Linked DNA regions of Xenopus tropicalis: region 2 is linked to region 1. A link is a contact called in public Hi-C data. All regions are on one chromosome and are shown on one strand. The core of a region is the stretch at or near the end of the contact, and the rest is flanking DNA. Distances in the headings are between cores, read along the strand shown.

Region 1 (5,012 bases), core at 2,351-4,850:
TATTTAATGCTACAACGTTTTGTTGTTTTTTTTCTAACCAGATGAAGTCATTCGCATTAGTAACTTTGTTTATAAATGTGAAATTATTATATGGAAAAAATGGTAACATTCCCAGATCCCTGCCCAGTGCTCTTGGCCTGATCTCCCCCGAGTGCTGGGGCCCATGTGGTTTGCACAGAGTTACTAAATCTCAGTGCATTATTATATATCGCTAAATAAAAACTCGCACACTGGTATTATCTCGTTACTTTTTGTCTGCATGATGCTACTGTAATGGGCCAGACGGTGCTACTGTGATACCCAAGGCAGATGCGCCTAAGTGAGCAATCGAGCAGATAAGTGGAGCGGGGAGATGGAGCTCGGGCAGCAGATAAAAGGGAAAGCTTTACATTGGGCAGAGACGGGGAAAGGCCAATAAAGATAAGGTATGACAGCCTCACCGTGGGACCTGGGGCTCATCATCCTTGACTTTTACTTGAAACAAAGTGTGTGTTTGTGTGTGTGTGTGGGGGGGGGCTACTTATTTAGCAGAATGGTCCTGTTTGTGTTCATCCTTATATGCCCTTGTGTTTGTAAATGAGAATACAATATACAAATGACACAAGCGGACAACAAAATGCCAATTTTTTTGGCGAATTTCCAGGTCACTCACCTCTCTGGGTTAGATTGTTGCATGACAAGGAGACATATTTTAACCTGTAGCCGCTGTGAGTGTACAGCCCTGCAGATTCTTTGCATAATCCTTGTAATTGGAGCAACATGGGGGCTATAGGGAGATGCTCTGATGAGCAAAGCGGCCTGTTATCCATGGGGAATGAGAGATCCCAGACACTGACAGACCTGTCCGAGCTGGAGCGCACCGACTCAGCACACAAACATCTTGCCCTCCACCCATGGGGGAAATATACTCTAATAACGATCTAAAAAAGTCTGTTTCCAACCTCTCCTAAAAAATGTCAAAAAAATTTATTCTGCACCTAAACGGTTAATCTTGGGACCATCATTTAGCTGTCGTGCAATGTCTATTGATGCTGGGATTGTAAGATTAGCTTCTCTGGAACCCCGAACATTCCTGATATTAATTTGATCTTCTACACACTAAAAAAATCACCACTTTTTAATTATTCCTTAAGTTTATCTTTATTAGTGACCCTTCTATATTTTAATTTCGACAAAAATGAACTGTTGCTGTCTGTCTCTTTGCTATTGTCCTCTTCTCTCAAGTTTATTTATATTCAATTTCGCTAGGCCAACAAATGGAAGCGATCAGACGCAGTGAATGTGTGTGTATTGGAATGAAATGCTTGCTGAGTGCCTCTGAGTGACGTGTGTGTATATTCGTATGCTGCTCTCTTTAGGTAAGAGAAAATATTTATATTTACAGAGTCACGTTTCTTGGGATATCAGAGCTTTACCGTTTATCTAGTGTCAAAAGCTCTTTAACCTCTCAAACTAAACAAACAGGAAACGCTTTGAATTCTCCATTCTAAATGGTAAAGCATTTTAAATATATTACCTTGTATTTATATCTGATATGCTGATGATTTATACATAAACTGAATAAAAACAGAATATGGCATATTATGGTATAATAATATTAAAAGAGTTAATAGATTTACTACACATTATTTATTTAAACATTTTATTTAAAATGTTTTTTTTTTAGAATCAAATTGTCAACGCTCGAACGATAGAATGTTTTAAAATGATTAAGATACAAGTGATTAAAATATCTCTATAACTACTAAAGTACATACCATAGTAAATGCACTTTAGCGAAACGGATCTATTGTTATACCAGACTATAATTTATTGAGAATATTTCGCCATTTTTCATCCTTGCGACCTTGCAATGCGGCTGGTAAAGGCCATCAAGACTGAATTCTGCGGGCCCAAATTAATTATAATACTTTGTACCATGCAGTTAAATTCCAGAAATTTTTAGTATATAAATGATATCCAAAGCAATCTTTTTTACATATAATATAACCTACAATATTGCATTATTGCAAATTACATTGTTATTACTATTATCATTACTAGCATCATTGTCCTGGTGGTGCAGAATAGTTACATACAGGGTTGTTCAGCCAGAGGCCAGACTGTCATGGGATGCTGGCAGTCACTGGGTGATGGGAGTAATAATCTAGAGGTGTCTAATCTGTTACCAGGTTCGACACCTTTGATTACCAGGGAATTAAACACCCATCAGAACAAAGTGGCTTTTTTGCCCACTGCTGCATTTAGAGTAAAATTTAGTAAATTTAGTTGTTTAGTAAAGTTAAGTTTAATCTACTGTCGCAGGCGCAATTCTAAGCACAACTTTCATTGGTGAAGGCCTTCATTTACATCAGAACTAGTATTACGATTTGCAGTTTAAACGCACGCAGTTCTGATGTAAACCTAGGAAGTCAAAGTTGCGCCTGCGACAGTAGATTAAACGTATATTTACTTAATTTACCTTATTGTTTAGACTAAACAGTAACTCCATAGGCAGTTATTGGCAGCTAAGGCAGAAAATTCCTTTGCTCTGTTGGATGTGAGGGGGTTAGAAATAGGCTCTGAAAATTAGAAAGTAAAGAGCAATGCACCCAATACACCTAAAACCTTTCTGATGCGACCCTCATTGGCCTCATTGGCCTCTCCAGTCATATATTGTCAAACAACTGAAATCTACAGTAATTTGCTGAGAACATTATTTCCATGTGTATTGGAATATGTATTTTTGCTAAAGAAAAGAAGGGAATAGTTTGACAAGAGGGAGCAAGTTCACTTGGGTGCTTAGTAACTGGCACCACCCTCTATTCCTTGGGTGTATGGTATATAAACCTGCTGCTTGTTCTTTGCTACTTCCCGGGCCCCTGCCCTGCTCCCTGCCCTGTCTCCATGCCCTGCTCCCTGCCCTGCTCCCTGCCCTGTCTCCATGCCCTGCTCCCTGCCCTGCTCCCTGCCCTGTCTCCATGCCCTGCTCCCTGCCCTGTCTCCATGCCCTGCTCCCTGCCCTGCTCCCTGCCCTGCTCCATGCCCTGTCTCCATGCCCTGCTCCCTGCCCTGCTCCCTGCCCTGTCTCCATGCCCTGCTCCCTGCCCTGCTCCATGCCCTGTCTCCATGCCCTGCTCCCTGCCCTGTCTCCATGCCCTGTCTCCATGCCCTGCTCCCTGCCCTGTCTCCATGCCCTGTCTCCATGCCCTGCTCCCTGCCCTGTCTCCATGCCCTGCTCCCTGCCCTGCCTCCCCGCACACAGAATAGTGCCAAGTAAATGGGCAACTTACAGTGGTTAAACAGGCTCCAGGCTCTAGGAACGTCCCTTTATATCCAAGAACGAAGCAGAAGCATTTCCTGATGGGTGCAGCTGGGTTCCCTGCAGTGGCAGTGAGGATGATCCTGCCAGGCCTGTGGGCACAGGGGAGTGGGCAATGCTGCCTTTAGATTGCGGCACAGCTGCTTCTATGGATCAGTTTCCCTTCCCACTGTGTCCGCATCCCGATCTCTCATTCCACACAGGAGAGAGGAGACATTCCCAGATCCCACGGAAACTTTTCCTTGATCTTCTCTAAAAAAAAGTTTCTCAGAGATAGATTTTTTTGGCCTTCTTTTCCCCCTCCCCTTCTAGTCTCCCCCCTCCTGCTGACGTTGCCGCTGTCAATCAGTCTCAGTGCAAGTCTGTTCCCTCAGCATCATCCCCCAGAATTTAACTGTTTTAGTCCATTCGCCTACATTCTGGTGCTGTGCTCTGTGCAATTAGCCCCCTGCCCATCTCTCCACTGACCAGTGTCCACATTTCGGCTGATAAAATACATCCATTTCCCTGGCATTTGTACAGCATTCCCAGTGGGCACTGATCTAGGGCAATAATGTCCCGGACAATAGGGATTATTATCTCTCTCTCTTTCTCTTTTTATGGAGAGGGAGGCTGGCAAGATTATCTGTGTATAAAATGTTTTGGAAGACTTTTCAAGTTGTGTGCATTTGTAACGTTTTCACCTTTTTAGCAGATGGGGGAGGGAGGACATATTTTTCCTATATAAATGTCTAATTCACCCTGACTTTTCTTCATTATATAAAAATATTTAGACATAAACGTGCATAGCTACAACGAACACACTTTCATTACTCTGGTTTTACTAAAATCAAAATCATTTGAGGCTATTTCGTCTAAAAAGAATACGTAAAGCTGACAGGATTATTACAGGACTCTTACATGTACTTCCACAGAAAGTATAATTTCTGTTATATTAATGCCAAAAATATTTTAACCAAACTTTGGACTTTATCTATCGAAACATAGAAGATTCAAAAAATTTGTATTTTAGTTGGAAATTTCACGACTTGGAAAACATCAGAAATAATTTAGAAGGAATATGTCAATGTCCTACGTATCAAATTGTACCACTGGAGGATTTGGATCATTTAAATCGTTCACCAATAAGTATGCATGAGATTTATACATGGAATCTAAGGGTTAACAAAATGTTGTAAGCAATAAAGTACTTATATGCTACAGTTATGAAAAAAAAATTGAGTTAAATACAGTCGATGCAAATATTAGCAGACGATTAATTCTATACAAAATTCTTTCCAGCTGCTACCTCTACAAAGCTGAATTCGTTACCAAACGGTAAGCCCCCAATGTTTAAATGATCAGCTATAATATGTCTGACCCTCCAAGGGGTGTGGGTGAATGTCAGAGCCTAGATTATTCCATATTTCATGCTTTCTTAATCATCTTACCTCTCAGTGCTGTGGCATGAACTGACTGACAGCATAACTTGCGTGTTGCCTTTTTAAATAAATATTTTATTTTGATATATAGAGAGACAGACAGGGCATACAAAAAGGTGACAGACTGATGATAGATACATAGATAGATAGATAGATATTTTTGACAAGATAAAAAAATATTGAAAGATAGATAAATCGATTATTTTATTCTATAATTATAGTTTTAGGACTAAGGTAGATGATCGATAGATAGATGATAGATAGATAGATAGATAGATAGATAGATAACA
Region 2 (5,294 bases), core at 2,762-5,261, 130 kb after region 1:
ATATTTTATATACAATATATCTAATTATTATTCAATATGTATTAATTAATTTGTAGTCTTTCTATAGCTCTCCCCAGTGGCCGGATCCCTCTTGCACCATAACTGATTAGTAAGTGTATTTATTTTGCACATATATATTTTGATGAGCTCGCTTTCATTCAGTGCAAGTAAAATGACAGTTCGCAGCGCAAAGTCCCCTGTATTGGGGTCTGGTGCTAAGTGCCTAACGAATTGACTGACTGCCCCATAAAGTCAAGTAAAGTCTCTAAATCCTTTCAATTACCATATCAAAAAAAAAAAGTTCGGGTCATTTTCCCTTTAATTTACTTAATAGTTGTCAAAAGGCAGGGACTGCGATTGCACTGAATGCTGATAAGGACGCAAAGAGCCATTCAGGAAGCTTCTCATTTGTCTAGAAGGAGGGTCGGAGTGAGGCTGGGGAGAAATACTAAAATACTGTGTGTACAAGATCAACCCAGGAAGAATGAATTGTCCCACTCAGGAGTCTATTTTCTGACATGAGGAATTCATTTCTAAAGCAAACTCCCTGTAACCCCCGCTAGCTGGTTTATTTTTCTTTCCTCTCCGGGCCAATTGATCGCTGCAGTATTAAGATTTTTATGGTTTCTTGAACTTTTCATTGATGGAAATTCAGCTGTGGCTATTGTGATGCTTAATCCTTAAAAAGTACATAAAACTAGACAGAAATTGCCTCTATCCTAAATGATTGGGAAGGGTTGGTCAGGGCAAGGAGGACTTTACCTTTCCTACCGACCCCTCTCAGACACACAGTCTCTCCATGACCTCATTTCAGCAGCTTTGTTTAATCCCCAACATTTTCCAGATTTAAATACTATCTCTTGGGGATTCTCCTAACTCACAAAATTACCGTGGTGGTTTTTTTTTATTGTACCAATTGCTGCACGATCGCCAGATATCAAAAGATTATCAGACGAAACTTCCCATAAGCCAAATATTTCGAAAAAACATCATTTCAAGATCCCTAAGAGGAACAATTATGGCAATACCTTGCCAGCACCTATTTATTTGTATATAGCGTGTCATGTATGTATATTTATACCAGTTACATCAACAATTTAAGAATTATAATTGGGAAGTAAATAGTCCTAAAGATACACACCAACATAAATAAAAACATCCATTAACTACATTAGATATAAAAACTCAGAGGCAGACCGTTATTACCTCCTTGACAAGTTACTACATATATTTTTGTAATTTTAAGGGAAACTCTCCATGACCTTTACATTTTTAAAATGCTATATTTTAAATAATTACCGCAGAATAATTAATGTGAAATGAATCTGTGTAGAGGCAGAACAGTATTTTACTTTACTGACTGTGGGGATCTAATTGTTACAAATGAAAAAAAAAAAGCAAAGTTTCAGGTCTAGAAATATCCAAAGCCCTGAAGTTAATGCGCCTATTCTTAATCAGTTATGGATTAGCCATGTAAAGTTTTCTGAAGATAAAGGACACAATCCTGTTTTCTGCATATTATGACCACATTATTGCTGCATGGAACTTGTGACTCCCAGTGGAAATACATATTCCAGATAAGCAACTGTCTTTTTTAACCTAGTGAGTATTTCATTTTCTAATTTTAAGCCCACTGTAAAGCTAAAAACTCCATTATCCAGGGAGGAATAGTAAACTCATTGTGGTTAAGGTACATTTATTAAAATAATGTGCCTGCTGCTCTTGCCAAGTTCAGGATATTAACATTCCCCCATTAAAAATGCATTTAGCCCAAAACATAAGTCTGAAAATACATTAAAACCTAGGTACATCTGTCTCCTCCCTAGTGAAACATTTTCCAATGATTATTTTCAGCAACTGCCCCAGCCTAACATCTGTTCCATGGCCCCAATGCCCACATATCTGCACCCTACCAAATAGGCAGACGATTCTCTAATAGAGGTACATATAAGGGGGTACATATTGTGACCAAGGGGCCAATGCTAAAAACTCAATGTTTATACTTACAAAGCCATGTTTGTCTGATATATTATTGGTGAGCTTGAGCTTGTGAAAAGCAACGGGTTTGGCCATCCATTGCTCTCCTGTGGCAGGGCTATCAGGGTGGATATACATGCGTTTGGGCATCTCTGGGTCAGCCTTGCCAGCCACCATCCAACGGGAATTATGGAATTTGTAACGACAGTCATCCGCAGCCACTATATCCATTAACAGAATGTACTTGGCTTTCTTGTCCAGGCCGCTCACCCTTACTTTGAATGGGGGAAACATTCTCCTGCAACAGAAGGAAAGGGGTTGAATTCAACAAGTAAGAACTGAGTGCAGAGCTTGCATTCAACCATGTCTCGCTAGTTCTTAATAGTTTAGCTACAATGTTATCTATTGAGCGGTAACATATGCCAGGCCTGCCTGAGGGTGGAAGCCATGACATTAGGAAACTATAGGTCTCACTTGGCACTTTGTGCACAAGGACCCAGGTCTGAGAATGCTTTAGCCATCGAGCTTATGCTGCTCCACTGTGTGGCTCTAGAGCCCTATATATATATATATATGCACCCCTCCCTGGGATAGGAACTACAGTCTGTTCTTTGGGTTAAGAACACAAGGAGACCGCAGAGAAACGGCCAAGTCTCACTTCTAATTGTCTCAGCGGATCTGTGTGTGTGCATTGGACATCCGAGCTTGTTTTCTTGGCATATAAACGTCCAGTGGATGGAATGAAAGCCAAAAAGGATTTCAGATGCACAAGCACATTAGCTTGCACCATAAATACTTGTTCTGGATAAGAAGCCAGTCAGCAGGAGGAACAGAAAGAACACATAAAGGCACGGAAGTGCATTTACACAAAGTGTGGGCTTTGTATGTTGCAGATGGGAACCGTGTCTCTCGCAAATGTGATCCGGTTTGGACAGAACCGTTTGTTTGGGCTGTGACTGCTAAACGAGCTACTAACAGCTCAGCGTTATCTATAGCGCTCAGCCTCTGCTTTCTCTTGTACTTTGCTGACCCAGCTATCCCTACAGCTACAAAGGAAAAGGCCTGTCCTGATTTCAGACCAAAGAAATATGATTTATTAATAATGCAACGGACACAAAACATTTGCCTGGCTTATTGCACTTTCCATAAGCGATACATTCTCCTCGTATTCACATACAATAAAGTGAAGGAAAACAGACAAAGCAACGTGTCTGTAACTGTTACACTGCTGTTCCCCTACCCTGTTGCCTGTTCTGATCGCACACAGCACATTATATACAGAATATCTGAGGGTACTTGCGAGCTCACCTCCCAGACTTAGTGATGACCATCTCCGTGCCCAGTTTGTGGAACTGATCCCACAGTTCCTTGGCTTCTAAAGTCACTTTGGGGTCGTCTTCGACCTCCTCCTCTGGCTCCAGGCTCTTGAGGGAGCGTAGATGAGCCGCTTGATGGTGATGCCCGAGGGCCGAGACGTGCAGCCCGGCTTCGGCGGCTCCAGCCAGACTAGGGTCCGACAGGGGTTTGCCCAGAGCTGCCGGAGGCAGGGTTAGAGCCGGGAAAAAGGAGGGTTGTGCGGCTGCCAGGAAAGCAGACATGGGGAAATCGGCTGGTCTGGGAGCGTGGAAAGGGTGATACGCCATGGCAGCCCCCGGGAAAGCTGGATCTCTCATCGGTGCATGCACAAATCCAGGGGAGAAGAGAGGGAGCTTCCAGAGCGAGATAGAGCCCTGTCCGACGCACAAAGTGGCAGTCCCGGTGCCGGAGGAAGTCTCCCTACTGGGCGCAGTGCATGGGTCCCTCCTTAGCACTAACTTCTCTGTAGTCCCAGCAATGAGCTCTCTCCCAGCCTGTGGCGCTCACTCTGGCTCCGCACTTGTGTTGCTGCTGCTTGAAGTGAGGGACAGAGAATACAAGTGTGAGTTATGGAGCTGAAGTGTGAGCTCAGCCGGTCATGGTGTAGGATGGGAGTGGGAATGGTGAGATCTTGTCGTGATCTCTGGAAAACTGTGACTATCTCACATGTCCTTCCTGCTCTGATCCCCTTGCTAATGAGCCAAGCCCCCTTGATTGCTGATTTTACGCTTTTTGGACCAATTGTGGATCTCCATAGGCGGGGTTTTGACAGCTCAGGCCAAGATCTGGATGAGAGAGGGGGGAGAGAAAAAAAAGGAAGGTGTCGGAAGCATCAGCAGTAAGAAAACATGTCAACAGAATCAAATATTAACCAATGACAGCGGGAAAGGGCTGGAAATCCCCACCCACTGGAACGGCTCAGTCCCCAACACCGGGCTCCCTTGCATTTCCTTGCCGGCTTGTGGGAACCAGTCTGCCCGGAGGGTGGTCGCCTAGTGGCCCCAGGTGGGGCAAGTTTAATGCTCGGCCCGTTTTATAGCACCGGGTTTACACATGTAAAATCTGCTCTTCCCTGACCTTTTATTCCATAGTTACCTATACCTACAGTGGGATACGGGCACATAAGTCTGCTTTCCCCCAGCCCACTTATCTCATACACCTGCTTTCACCCCACTCACCCACATATCCAACTGTTAAACTATTCGCCTATTCTATCTATTATCTATCTATATATCTATCATCTATCTATCGTCTGTCTATCTATCTATCTATCTATCTATCTATCTATCTATCTATCTATCTATCTACGTATCTATCTATCATCTATCTATCTATCTATCTATCTATCATCTATCTATCTATTTATCATCTATCTATCTATCTATCTATCATTTATCTATCTATATGTTTATCATCTAAGAATGTTTGCCTATTTTTCCCTATTTATATTATGTATCCGATCTGTTCATATATTAGCCTATAATTCCATAAAACTTACCTTTTGCCACAACTACATTTTGTATATTTATCAGTCAATTGTTAAATATATGCATTATTCCCTCTATCTACCTAGTTATGGTCATTCCTATATATTCAGTCCTTTGTCTGCCTACCTACCTGCCCGTATACGCATACAGTATGCCAGTTTAAATATGTTAGAGGGTTAGAAGTTGCCCCCGCAGGCCCCCCAGGTCCATGTATAATGGACTGTAAGGGAATGGGCTAAACCCTGTGCTGAGGAGCAAGATGCATATAAACTGGCTAGAGGTGGGGCCCAACATGCATTAAATACAGGGCATGTTTGCTTGTATGAAAACCTCCCTGGCTGGCACACACTGAGGGGATAGGCTGTTGCTTTCTGTCTGCCTTGTTGCTGTGTGTGGGTGCAGCACTGCTGCCGTACCTGCCTAGGGTGACTGATCTGGGCGCTGTAGGGCATCGCCGCTTTAAATTCAGCCCCT

Evidence for each region. Hi-C and Micro-C count contacts between places; a contact is called where the count stands out from the background.
Region 2: a contact with region 1 is called in a Hi-C map of gastrula embryo, with 2.0 times the contacts expected there. The contact joins the promoter of tbx2 here to the promoter of tbx4 in region 1. A contact is called at or near these places in 2 of 5 Hi-C or Micro-C datasets (gastrula embryo and neurula embryo).

What each region holds. Positions count from the first base shown.
Region 1 is chr2:92,137,478-92,142,489 of UCB_Xtro_10.0, forward strand. tbx4 (T-box transcription factor TBX4) reads right to left here and starts at 3,601. Exons shown (of 9, transcript XM_002933826.4): 1 at 3,273-3,601.
Region 2 is chr2:92,269,346-92,274,639 of UCB_Xtro_10.0, forward strand. It overlaps tbx2 (T-box 2), which reads right to left and starts at 4,012. Exons shown (of 7, transcript NM_001035119.1): 1 at 3,286-4,012; 2 at 2,008-2,275. The coding sequence starts at 3,650. LOC101731542 (a long non-coding RNA gene) reads left to right here and starts at 4,721. Exons shown (of 4, transcript XR_208289.4): 1 at 4,721-5,294.